Regions from separate parts of the Bombyx mori genome. Here region 1 is linked to region 2. A link is a contact called in public Hi-C data. All regions are on one chromosome and are shown on one strand. The core of a region is the stretch at or near the end of the contact, and the rest is flanking DNA. Distances in the headings are between cores, read along the strand shown. Region 1 has its middle 14 kb from the start of Hr3. Region 2 overlaps Hr3 (hormone receptor 3).

The links. Hi-C and Micro-C count contacts between places; a contact is called where the count stands out from the background.
Region 1: a Hi-C map of middle silk gland shows a contact between it and region 2, with 1.6 times the contacts expected there. The contact joins two enhancer-like sites. A contact is called at or near these places in 2 of 7 Hi-C or Micro-C datasets (middle silk gland and midgut).

The regions. Positions count from the first base shown.
Region 1 is chr2:3,854,822-3,861,214 of ASM3026992v2, reverse strand. It overlaps a transcript of Hr3 not described here. Among protein-coding and RNA genes, the nearest start is that of Hr3, 14 kb to the right of the region's middle. Within about 2 kb of position 4,649, at least 8 of the 8 cell types and tissues checked have open chromatin away from gene starts, as enhancers often do.
Region 2 is chr2:3,739,020-3,745,839 of ASM3026992v2, reverse strand. Hr3 (hormone receptor 3) reads left to right here. Exons shown (of 12, transcript NM_001043547.1): 3 at 1-24; 4 at 1,419-1,532; 5 at 5,097-5,265. Among protein-coding and RNA genes, the nearest start is that of LOC105842580, 7.0 kb to the right of the region's middle. Within about 2 kb of position 4,294, at least 8 of the 8 cell types and tissues checked have open chromatin away from gene starts, as enhancers often do.

The DNA.
Region 1 (6,393 bases), core at 3,400-5,899, 120 kb before region 2:
GAATTGCTCTTCGTTAGTCTCGCTAAAACTCGAGAACGGCTGGAGCGATTTGGCTAATTTTGGTCTTGAATTATTTGTGGAGGTCCAGAGAAGGTTTAAAATGTAGATAAATATGAAAATCCTCGGAATTAAATAAAAACAACAATTTTGTTTTTCCTTTGATGTGTCCCCCGTCGGACAGATTCCTTATGTTTGTTTTAAGTTTATTTTATACAAAAGTTTAGGTCTTTTATTTATCGATTGAGGCACTACGAAGTCTGCCGGGTCAGCTTGTTAAGATTAAGAAACGTATTTATTATTTTTGTTATACATAAGTATATTTTTTTTCGACTATAACAAAAACTATAGTTTACCTGTTGAGAAATAGGTGATTTTATGAGGACAATACGTAAGTTCCTTTCCTTTGATTGCGCTAATTGAATAGGCACGTGGCTACCTGGTGTGAAGCTATGACGCCTCTCACCTTAAGACAGGGCTAAGAGAAAAATAGTATTGATCGTATCTTAGTATTGATCGTAGTATTCGTGGGTCGTAGTTACCATTAGAGAGTGGGAGAGAGAGAGAGAGAGAGAGAGAGAGAGAGAGAGAGAGAGAGAGAGGGAGAGAGAGAGCTAACATAATTGCACACTAACAATGAATACTGGGAAAACAGTCAACAACCAGAGGTATATTTCGACAACAGGCAATCCTATCGCATCTCTGAATAGGAAAAAAGATACAGCCGATATGCTGTGGTGCACAATTATTTACGGGTGATGTGTTGATGTCATTCCTACTTATGCTGCTAGCCTCGAGGGGTTATACCAGCATAACCGGGTGAGTAGTTGAGCTCACGGGGCTCTAACCTGAGAACATTGCTAATACTAGCCCTAGCAAGAGCCGTGCTTCGCAGAATCTACCACCAGATCAGAAACGCGACCTACTGAGAAGATCCGGCGAGAAACTCAGTGGGCTGTGTCTGAGGGACTTATTTACAATATTCAGCATGATCTATCGAAATGGATTAAAAGTTTACGTGTTATAATACTAAGTAATTAAAAATACTACGGTTTTTTTTATTGCTTAGATGGGTGGACGAGTTCACAGCCCACCTGGTGTTAAGTGGTTACTGGAGCCCATAGACATCTACAAAGTAAATGCGCCATCCACCTTGAGATATACGTTCTAAGGTCTCAGTATAGTTACAACGGCTGCCCCACCCTTCAAATCGAAACCCATTACTGCTTCACCGCAAAAATAGGCAGGGTGGTGGTACCTACCCGTGCGGACTCACAAGAGGTCCTACCACCAATATAAAAATATCATAATTTATAAAATTGACAAAGATATCAATTGTTTATTTTATAAACGAAATACTTAAACATTTTATTAGGAATAGGTTGAACCTTATACCTATTAAAGCAGGCTCTACATCTTACATATCTACATATTAAATACTAAATTAATAATATTAAATAATAAATAATACAAATTATAATTTAATAACTAAAATATATTATTAAAAGGAATCCCTTTAGGCAAGGTTCCGAAGATACTGGCACCGTTCCCCCTTTGAATATATATTTTTTTTTATTGCTTAGATGGGTTGACGAGCTCACAGCCTACCTGGTGTTAAGTGGTTACTGGAGCCCATAGACATCCACAACGTAAATGCGCCACCCACCTTGAGATATAAGTTCTAAGGTCTCAAGTAAGTTACAACGGCTGTCCCACCCTTCAAACCGAAACGCATTACTGCTTCACGGCAGAAATAGGCAGGGTGGTGGTACCCACCCGCGCGTACTCACAGCAGGTCCTAACACCCGTAAATAGCTAGACTAATTCTTTGTCCAAGGTTATAAATCCAAGATATCAATTGTCTTTATTCTCATCACGTTATTACCGATATTTCCAATACTTTTCACTTTCCGTTATCGTTGACAACCGAAATAATTTAATTACAATGAAAAACGTGAGATAGAACCGTAAGCTTAGTTTTAATTGTTAATTACATTTTAATAAGTCAACTAAATAAGCGAAAGGCGAAAAAGTAATCAGCTTTTAGCCTGTATATATATCTCTGTCCACCTGTGAGCTCTAGAATTTGAAGAACTATAGGTAAGATACCATTTATTTGGGGGAAAAGTTTAAAAGCAAATCCCAAGCTCAAAAACCCACTAAAATCGCCCAATTGAAGCAAATGCGATAGGAATGTTTCTGTTGTAAGCGAAGTGTGACTTGAAAAATTATAAAAACATGAATTTTTGGCACTACCATTATCATCACACCTTTAGCTACAGTGGCGCCATCTAATTTCCCCTTTCGACGCATTCTTCATTCGCTTACAGCGTACGCCACATCCCTACACTCCAAACTCCCAAGAGATGTTACCATTGTTTCTCATCATTTCCACCGTCCAGTTATTGTTGCAAACACAAAGATTATTAGGTACCCACTTTATTTACCACGCATTTTCACTGTTATGTATTTTAATACTCACAGCATTGTGGTTAGCGTGGTATAGTGCCACCATATCTCTATCTGCGATTGACATGGACGCAGAAATTAATTGAAGAAGTGTTATCTTAGTGCACTTCGAACGCCAATGGCGATTGACTGATGTATTGCGAGTGTGCACGGCGCAAGTTTTACCGTCTTGCCTATTGCCTTGATATGTCGCGAAGTCGTGCGGTCTGGTTTGAAGGGCGGACAACCGCTATTGAGACTGATCTTCATCCCTCAAGGCGGTATAGGCAGCAGAAATGGACAGGATGCTGGTAGCAATCCGTGCGTGACCACAATACGTCTGTTAATCAGCTGGCGAGATCACCCGGTTAGCGACAGTCAGAGACGTATGGAACAACTTCATAAAGCAATCTAAAAATCCACGCGTGGCAGGTACATCCGAAGCCTGTGGTTTGTTTTATATCCGGCCGTGTCAGGGCTGCTTTATTGATCCGGTTCACCGTTACAACGCCGAGCCGGTACAAGTTATAACCGGTAATACGGGAACGCCGGTTTCGCGCGAGAATATCCCGTGGTTATTCATTGGGATGTCGTTCGTTTTACGAGAGGCGGTTTTCTCTCTGGACTCTACTATATAGTGGCCATTAGTATATTTAAGGATAATAGATATAGTACACATGTGACTAGGAGATGTATGGAAATGGTAGTGCAAGGTAGAAGGGGAAGAGGTCGACCGAAGAAGACATGGATGGAGTGTGTGAATGACGATATGAGAGAGAGAGAGAGGAGTGAGTGTTGAAATGATGGCTGATAGAAGAGAATGGAAGAGAAAAATTAGCTGTGCCGACCCCACCTAGTGGGATAAGGTGGAGAAAAAGAAGAAGATATAGTAAACATGGCTGTGTAGGATCAGCCTAGGATGACACCACCCCATCAACTTCTGTGGACACTAGAAATCCATCCTTCCGACCCAGTAACACTCATGAGAGGCCTGTAACTCTAGCATAAGTAGCACGGAACTCTAATAACCGTGAAACCTAATCCACACATCAGCGTGCTGAGTTTTTGGCGGGATTTTCTCAGCTGATCGCGGTTTGAGCTGGTGTAGAAAGTCTATCGAGCAATAAGCTGTCTTCCCACTAACCCAACTAACCAATAAAAAGTGTAAGTCATTTATGTAATTTATGTAATCTGCCTACAAAGGCAATAAAAAAAAAATGTAATTACAAATACTAGTGGGACCACTAGCAGTAGTCGAAATTCGACTATAATTAATTGGAATTGTAAGCTTGTACACCATTATGATTGTATTTTATACTTCTATAATCACAAATTTCGCCTAGACTACACTATAAAAAATATTAACATAGGCAAACAATATTTAATCTATTCTCAATTTGACAACAGACGTCAAGAACAAAAGTTTGACAATAAATAGTATGCATGCGTGTGTGCGTCAAATACATGGTATGTAGTGTGTGTAATGTTTTCTTTATTGATTTAATGTATCTTTTATGCATTATTTTAAAAAAATATTAGCATTGTGCACTCCTTCTCTATATTTTCTATAAGCGTGGAAAATTTCATACTCCTCCGTCCGCGAAAATTTCGTAAAAAGGATACAAAGTTTTTGCTTCACGTATTAATATATAGATAAAAATGAATTGCTGTTCGTTAGTCTCGCTAAAACTCGAGAACGGCTGGACCGATTTGGCTAATTTTGGTCTTGAATTATTTCTAGAAGTCCAGAGAAGGTTTAAAAGGTAGATAAATATGAAAATGCTCGGAATTAAACAAAAATATCAATTTAGTTTTTCCTTTTATGTGTCCCCCGTCGGACGGATTCCTTTTGTTTGTTAAGTATGTAAAATAAACTGAATATTTTATACAAAGGCTTAGGTCTTTTATTTATCGATTGAGGCAGTACGAAGTTTGCCGGATCAGCTAGAAGTATATTAAAAATCATAAACCCTGCATTAAACCGTAAAAATACTGTTGCTATTTTCAATAATAGCAATAAATCAATTTTAAAATTTAATCATTATATATTATAGCTATAAATAATTTTAAGCATCTAAAACAAATTGAAGTGTGTCACGAGTTAAGATACCGTAATAATTGATTGGTGTTCATTCAAGTTTACACGAGGTGCATTACGGTAAACATCCGCCATCTATCGTCGAGTAGCATTCCACTACGGCACAGTTTCTAAACCAGTCGCAACGGTAACTAAGCCCTTCACTACAATTCAGTAATGGAACGCCCGGAGATGTCTAATTATTCCAATTAAATGATACAGTATAATTACAGTGCCATTTGATGTCGTAAATCTGAGTTTCTTTTGCGTCGCAATGAATACCTAAATCAGTCTAGGAACTATTATCATATCACACAATAAAATACAAAACGTCTAAAATAGATAGGTTTTATCAGTGCGACCTACTTTCTAGAATGACTAATCAAACGTACTTAAAGTGGATCGAAACAATGATTTAAGTTCGAAAATATTATTCTAAAGACGCAATACGGTTATTACAAAGAAATAATACAAAAAAAAACATCGGCGAGAAATAACGTTAGACTGTAAAATGTCGCATAGCAGCGCCATCTATTATGGAGTAGCGACAGTGTTTTTTTGCTATTTACCGTTGCTCACCGCTACTGACACACTTTCGACTCAGCTGATGCCGTGTCATATTTGTATGTGTGCGTGTGTGTTAGCAGAGGCAATCGTTCCGTTAGCTTTTGGGCACTCCGAGACCAGTTCCTGAGTGACTTAACTTGTTTTTTATTTGTACTAGGTCTTTGACTCTTCGTTTTCTTGTAGGAAACGTTGTCTAGTGGATTTTGCTGCTAATGGATTATTATTGGTGACTCTAACCACTCCGCTGATTATTTGAAACGGACTCGGGTTTTTGACGTCATTTAAGTAGATTTTTAGTTAAACTAATATGGCGGCGCGATGTTGAAATAAAATAAATAATAGTTTAAAAAAACTAACAAAATACGCTTTTATAGAAAATCCAACTAAAAAATAGAATTTTAATAAATTTGAATTAAAATTTTATTGTACCATGCACCCCAAGGTTTTTTTACAATAAAAACATTTTTTCTTATACTATTTTTAATTCAATTTTATTTAAATACTATTTTTATCAATTCTATTTTAGCACTAGTTGACCCGGCAGACTTTGTGGTGCTCAATCGATAAATAAAAGACCCAAACTTTTGTATAAAATAAACTTAAAACAAACAAAATCAAAGGAAAAACAAAATTGTGATTTTTATTTAATTCCGAGCATTTTCATATTTATCTACCTTTTAAACCTTCTCTGGACTTCCACAAATAATTCAAGACCAAAATTAGCCAAATCGGTCCAGCCGTTCACGAGTTTCAGCGAGAGTAATGAACAGCAATTCATTTTTATATATATATATATATTTATAGAAGAGTTTTTTTTTATTTTACATTTTGAATTAATTCAACAACTTCGCAGAAGGGTTTATTGTGCATAATAAATTTTTTTTAGAAGCTCGCACGTGCAGTATCTTTCCCCCCCGTCCCCTTGACAATACATTTGAGAATTTGTCGGTAATTTGGACAGGACATAAGATTGGCTGAGAGACCATCGTCGAATAAGAAAAAATATTATTTTCTTATTAGAAATCAAAATTATATTTATTTAATCATTAAATTTCAGTCTGAAAAGCCAAGGTCTATAAATTCGGTTTTTCGATAAGCCCACTGAGTTTTGAGGATCTTCTCAGAGGATCGTAATCCTGATTCAATGGTAGATTCTGTGAAGCACTGCTATTGTTAGGGCAATTTTTTTTTATTTTTATTGCATAGATGTGTGAACGAGCTCACAGCCCACCTGGTGTTAAGTGGTTACCGGAGCCCATAGACATCGACAGCGTAAATTCCGCCACCCATAGAGAGACATGGGT
Region 2 (6,820 bases), core at 3,045-5,544:
TCTTCAGACGATCCCAGAGCACAGGTCGGCGTCTTTGACTTTGATAAAAAATCAAATTATGGGTATATATGACCCACCTAATTAAGTTACTGCTTTGTACTGGTGGTAAGACCTCTTATGAGTCCGTACGGGTAGGTACCACCGCCCTGCCTATTTCTGCCGTGAAGCAGTTTAAAGGATAGGCTTTTTGTCAAATCAATTTAGAGTGGCTATAATTCTTATGAGACTCATATTTTGTTACTGTTATCCATCTAATTTACATGTAACCCTCCTTAGATAACACGGTATTTTACAACACGATTCCGGTCTAACACGAAAAGAAAATTTTCCCAAACCTACGTATAACACGGTACTCTACAACGCGATAAGGAGATTTTTGTTTAAAAACCATTTAGTAAATAACATTATGGAATACGAACACACAATATATATGGGACACACAGACCGAAATTTCGCTGCTTATTTTTTATCTATAACTAGCTGACCCGGCAGACTTCGTAGTGCCTCAATCGATAAATAAAAGACCTAAACTTTTGTATAAAATAAACTTAAAACAAACAAAAGGAATCCGTCCGACGGGGGACACATCAAAGGAAAAACAAAATTGTTATTTTTATTTAATTCCGAGCATTTTCATATTCATCTATCTGCCTTTTAAACCTCCTCTGGACTTCCACGAATAATTCAAGACCAAAATTAGCCAAATCGGTCCAGCCGTTCTCGAGTTTTAGCGTGACTAACGAACAGAAATTAATTTTTATATATATAGATAGAAGATAGATAAGTAAAACAATACATACAGGCATAGTTGAGATGTTTCATTCAGAAAAAATACCCTCCTTTTTGTATTGGCTTCTAGTCGCATATAACGCGGTTTCGTACAACGCGGGACTTAATAGGAACGTGTCTACCGCGTTATAGGAAGGTTAACTATACTAGTTATTTATCTAAAGCCTGTCAAATCGGACCATCTCGTTTCACTTCTATACCGCGCTCCGACGAAACCAGTTCACTGGGGAGTGCTCTGAGGAATTGTTCGAGATGATACCGACATCTCGCTTTTATCATCGCACCGCCCGCCACCGGAGTAGAGTTCATCCATACTACCTGGAGCCACTGCGGTCATCCACAGTGCGTTTCCAGAGATCTTTCTTGCCACGCACCATCCGGCTATGGAATGAGCTCCCCTCCACGGTGTTTCCCGAGCGCTATGACATGCCCTTCTTCAAACGGGGCTTGTGGAGAGTATTAAACGGTAGGCAGCGGCTTGGCTCTGCCCCTGGCATTGCTGATGTCCATGAGCGACGGTAACCACTCACCATCGGGTGGGCCGTGTGCTCGTCTGCCTATACGGCAATAAAAAAAAACCTTGGACTTCATCCTTGAAATGTCCTTATTAACTCAGCGGCGTGTTTCAGTGGTGAACTACCAGTGTCCTCGCAACAAGGCCTGCGTCGTGGACAGGGTCAACCGCAACCGATGCCAGTACTGCAGACTACAGAAGTGCCTCAAACTCGGCATGAGTCGTGATGGTGAGTGATAGATCAATCATAAAAAGCTTTGAATTCCTTTATAGTTGTAACGTGTCTTTTTTTTTTATTGCTTAGATGGGTGGACGAGCTCACAGCCCACCTGATGTTAAGTGGTTATCAGCCCATATACATCTACAACGTACTAAAGCAAGCAGCCGCCAGTATCATTCCCGATCCTGCGGACAGAATGGAAAGCAGTCGACGTCGCCCAAAACACGTCATCTCGGATCCTCCCGATCCACTAACGGTGCTTTTAGGTACTTCAAGCGAACCCGTCACTTACGACGAAGGGCTCGACGAGTAAATTAACCCTCAGACACAGCCCACTTGAGTTTCTCGCCGGATCTTCTCAGTGGGTCGCGTTTCCGATCCGGTGGTAGATTCTGCGAAGCACGGCTCTTGCTAGGGTTCGTGTTAGCAACGTCGTCAGGTTTGAGCCCCGTGAGCTCACCTACTAGTTAAGGTTACGCTAAAATAGCCTAGAATAGTAGGAAAAAAAAAATCGCCATTACGATTCTAAGCGACACCTAGTGGTGATTGTGTCGAAGCAAACTTCTTCCCGAGACAACAGTTTCCGCATTCTAGATGACTAATGTATTATACATTACACAGTCTGATTGTTTAACGTAACGACTTTATCAGCGACCGATAAGGGGTCATTCACCCCGGGCCTGTTTCCTACCGCGTTTCGAGAAAACGTTTTGTATTTTCACTTCTTAATTGAGGCCGTCAGTGCAAAAGCGGCCTAAGCTTACCATAGTTGTTATGGAGCAATAAGGTTTAAGTTTGCATGAATTAGAATTTGAGTAGGCCAAAAAAAAAAACAATACGCCCGAAAATAATGTTTACAAAGCCATCTGTTGTCTATGGGCGAAACTATGGATAGGCCGGTTTTGCATCAAAATTGATTATATTTTAAATAGATTGCAATATACATAATTATAAGCATTATTATGAAAAATTGGGGATTAGGCCGCTTTTGCGCTGACGGCCTTAATTGTAACAATTGATTTTTGATTGAAATTTAAAAGAGAAATGAGACCTTGAGATATGAGTTCTAAGGTCTCAGTATAGTTACAACGGCTGCCCCACCCTTCAAACCGGAACGCATTACTACTTCACGGCGGAAATATGTAGGGTGGGGGTACCTATCCGTGCGGACTTACAAGAGGTCCTAACACCAGTAATGACACTTAGAGAACACTTAGAGAACTTATACGTGGTACAATAAAAAAATGCGGGAAAAATAATACATCCAAACATTCCATATTCGAATTTAAATTTCATAACTCAACTTGAGCCGCGAAGAAACAAGCACCGTCAATTCAAAATCAAATTTGGAATTTGTTTTTAATTTTTATTTAGGTACTTATGTGTTTAAAAATTATAATATTTTCAATGATGTTGTCGTTCTGGAACATCTTGTTTTGTAAAAATGAACATAAAAATAAAATTGTTCGATTTTTGAATTTGAAAAATTAATCTCTTAATAAGAATGTACCTCATTAAAAGTGTTTAATTGTATTATGTAGTAGGGCGCGTGCAGCGCATAGCGAGAAGCCGTTCGGGCGTAATATTGCGCAATAGAACGCAAGCAAAATAGTGATGGGACACTGCGATTTATTTATTTATTTTTTATTAAAATAATTTCGTATTCACACTCAGTGCTATTAAAAATGAACAATATCAACATCCGCTCCTGGTTTATATTTGACTGCCTACAACGCGAGTACTAATGTCATATCTTCCAGCATGAGGTCGATTTAACAGAAACAATTTAACTGAAGCGAATCCCAGTTTCTTGAACCGGAGCTCATGATAGGTTTATGGCAGAAATAACTAAGGCTTTGATATAATTGGGACCACGTCAGACACGTACAGACTTAATTCTAATAGTACTTTCTTTGGATGGACCCAACGAAAATTATATGCGAAATATATTAACAAACGTATAAAAGTATCGACGGTATCGATATATGTCCCGGCACTATGATTACACAACACACAGACGACGTAACGCTTATGCATATACCAGTTTTTATATACATAACATATATAACATAACTTGATATTATGTTTGTGTAAGAGAACTTGATTGCAACTAGATTTTTTTTAAGCACACATTACGATGATAATTATTCTATGAACACATTTTTTTATGCATCTCTGTCATAAAAAATATTAATTTCAAACATGAAAGCCATGGAAAAACCGTATCTACTAAATAAATAAATAAAACTATTTTAAATTTTAAATAAAGAACAATGAGTTCTTATTTTATTTAAAATTTAGTACATAGTTGACACGTAACAAAACATAAATATAAATTTCATAAACGTTAGTTATTGTAACAATAAAAAAAAAACGTAAATCATATTTGAAAAAGGAATCGTTTATTTCGAACACAGAAAAACTATTGTTCTTTCAGAATAGTTCATAAATTTTAAAAAAAACATAGAACGCTTTGTTGTAGTACAGGTCCAATCGAACAGATCCATTGTGTAATTAAAACACTTCCATAACAGAGGTCAAATTACATTGGATACGCCACCACATAAAAAGACCTCTCGACACAAACACAGTCATAGGAAATAGAGACCAACGCTAATCGGCGGTTGAGTGAACCTTTTAAATAAAGAATTACATGGACGAAAAATTTAAGCGCACACAACCGATTTTAGTGGTCGTATTCGCGGGCGAGACGTCTCGGAGCGTGAGTTTGTTTTGATTTTGCCGCGTTAACGGGACCGGCGGGTTACGTATCGATACGTCATGTACATGTACGTCAGAGTCGAGTTCGAGAGTTCGTTGTTCCACTAGGCAGTATGCCAACGGCCGAGGCGCGATGTTTCCCGAACGCACACGAGCGCGCGCAGCCAATCAGCGGGCGTCACGCACACAACCACGCTTTGCACACACGCGTCTCAGCTTAGTGTGCGTCGCCGATTGACTTATCATTGAGTTGCAATGGTTATGTATTTATTATTGTATTAAAAATAAAAAAAAACGTGATTACTTGTATGGGAATGCGAAAATCACGCTCATTATGTCACGTGCCGTTTTGCGAAGGCAGCGCTCCGTGCGGCGGGTAGTGTAATTAATCGGGTGACAATATTCGCGCGTTTTGTGATTTTCGTGAATCATTCTACATTCAACTTTCATTGCAACATTTTTGAGTTTAATTTTGCCTGACTGTCCCACGAAGAAGTTTACGTTATGAGGGGTTAAATTTGACTCAGATATTCAATTATTAAAAAAAAAATCAGGTCGTGACCTAATGGATAAGCTGAATATACCAATGTCCAAATACCGCAGCCAGATTTAAAAAAAATATTGTTCAACTTATCAAGACTTAGACACAGCCCATTGAGTTTCTCGCCGGATCTTCTCAGTGGGTCGCGATTCCGATCCGGTGGTAGATTCTGTGACGCACTGCTTTTGTTAGGGCTGGTGTTAGCAAATTCTCTCAGGTTGAGTCCGTGAGCTCATCCGTCCGGGCTTAGCTGGAATAGACCCTTAGGCTACCAACCAATAGGTAGCTAAAACATATCCGTTCTGTTGCAGCCGTCAAATTCGGTCGCATGTCGAAGAAGCAGCGGGAGAAGGTCGAGGACGAGGTCAGATACCACAAGGCGCAGATGCGGGTGCAGGCTGATGCGGCGCCGGACTCCGTGTACGACGCCCAGCAGCAGACGCCCAGCTCGAGCGACCAGTTCCACGGGCATTATAACAGGTGAGGCCTTAGAACTTATGTCTCAAGGTGGGTGGCGCATTTACGTTGTAGATGTCTATGGGCTCCAGTAACCACTTAAAACCACGTGGGCTGTGAGCTCGTCCACCCATCTAAGCGATAAAAAAAAACGTCGCGCCTAGGGTCGATTCCCGCATCGGTACAAACGTTTAAGAGTTTTTTAAGTTTCTCGATAGCGTAAAAGTTAACGCGTTGCCTACGTTTGCCGCTAGGGGCGCTGTTTCAGCTGCATACAAATTTAAGTTAACTTTTACGCTATCGAGAACGTTAAGGACTCGCACTGAACACACAGGTTTGTTTGCTCTTTACGCATATTAGTATGTATCTCAGTCTCTAGTACCCGTGATGACTATGCGTGATTTGTTTCCAGTTATTTATTTATTTACATTTACATTTTAATTAGGCCGGAATTATTTGCGAGTGAAGCATTCCGGAAATTTATCTAGAACGCCAGCTTTATTTGCTTTTACTTATTTTTTTATTTTAATCATTAGCTTAATACAACACAAAAAAGGTTATAGCAAAAAGTACTCTGTTCCAATCGGATGTCCGTAAGACGCCACTCATTATTTTTTTTAAATCTTTTTTCTCCGAATTTCAAATGGCAAAGGTGAAAGAAGTTTTTATTTACAAAAAAAAAAACAACCAGTAAACCAATCGTAAATAATGTTTATAAAAGGCAATAATAGTTTAATTTTCGAAGCCACGTCGAGCACCGTGCATAACCGAACAAAAGAATTGCAAACACGTTTTCCCATTACGGCATTAACATTAAAATGCTGCTATGAACAGTTATTACTTCATTACAATGCTTAGTCGCGGTACACTATTATTTTCTCGGCGAACGGTTATCCGACACGGTTCGGCGAATAACAGCAAGTAACGCCATCTAGTAACGGCTTGCGGTACTAAAAGTTTTTTTAAAACGATAACAGATGTCGCTGGTAACTCACCTCGATACGATACGTGGGTGAATTAATTTGGTATTAACCTTTAAGATTCCTTTTACTTTCTCAGAATGAGGATATAGGTTAGTAGTTTACAAATAATTTTCGTCTCGAATTTTGTGGTTCGTTCAATAATTTTAACCGCAACCCTATCGCACTGATTGAAAAACGATTGCATTCACCCGCAAATTAATGATGGCTTAATTAAATTATCATTCAATTTAATAACGATACGTGGTAGGCGATTGTTATCATGTCAAAATTGTATTGACGAACACTCATTGATTACTTAATATACATTTTTAAATATAGAATTAATTAGAATTATTTATAAACTGTCGGTATTTTTTTTTAAACCCATATCCCAATAACTTGTCAAAAGCGTAACGCGTTAAAATACATTTTATTTTAAGGGATTTTATGACCTGGTAACTAAGACCTTTAGGTCATGTCTTATTTCAATTTATATTCCCATCCCCATGAAAAATGATAATATGGAGTGATATGAAATAAAATGAAGGTAAAACTACAGTACCGCTCTTCAAAGCGGCACGTATTATTTACACGTCACAAAATCTAAACTTTCGCCG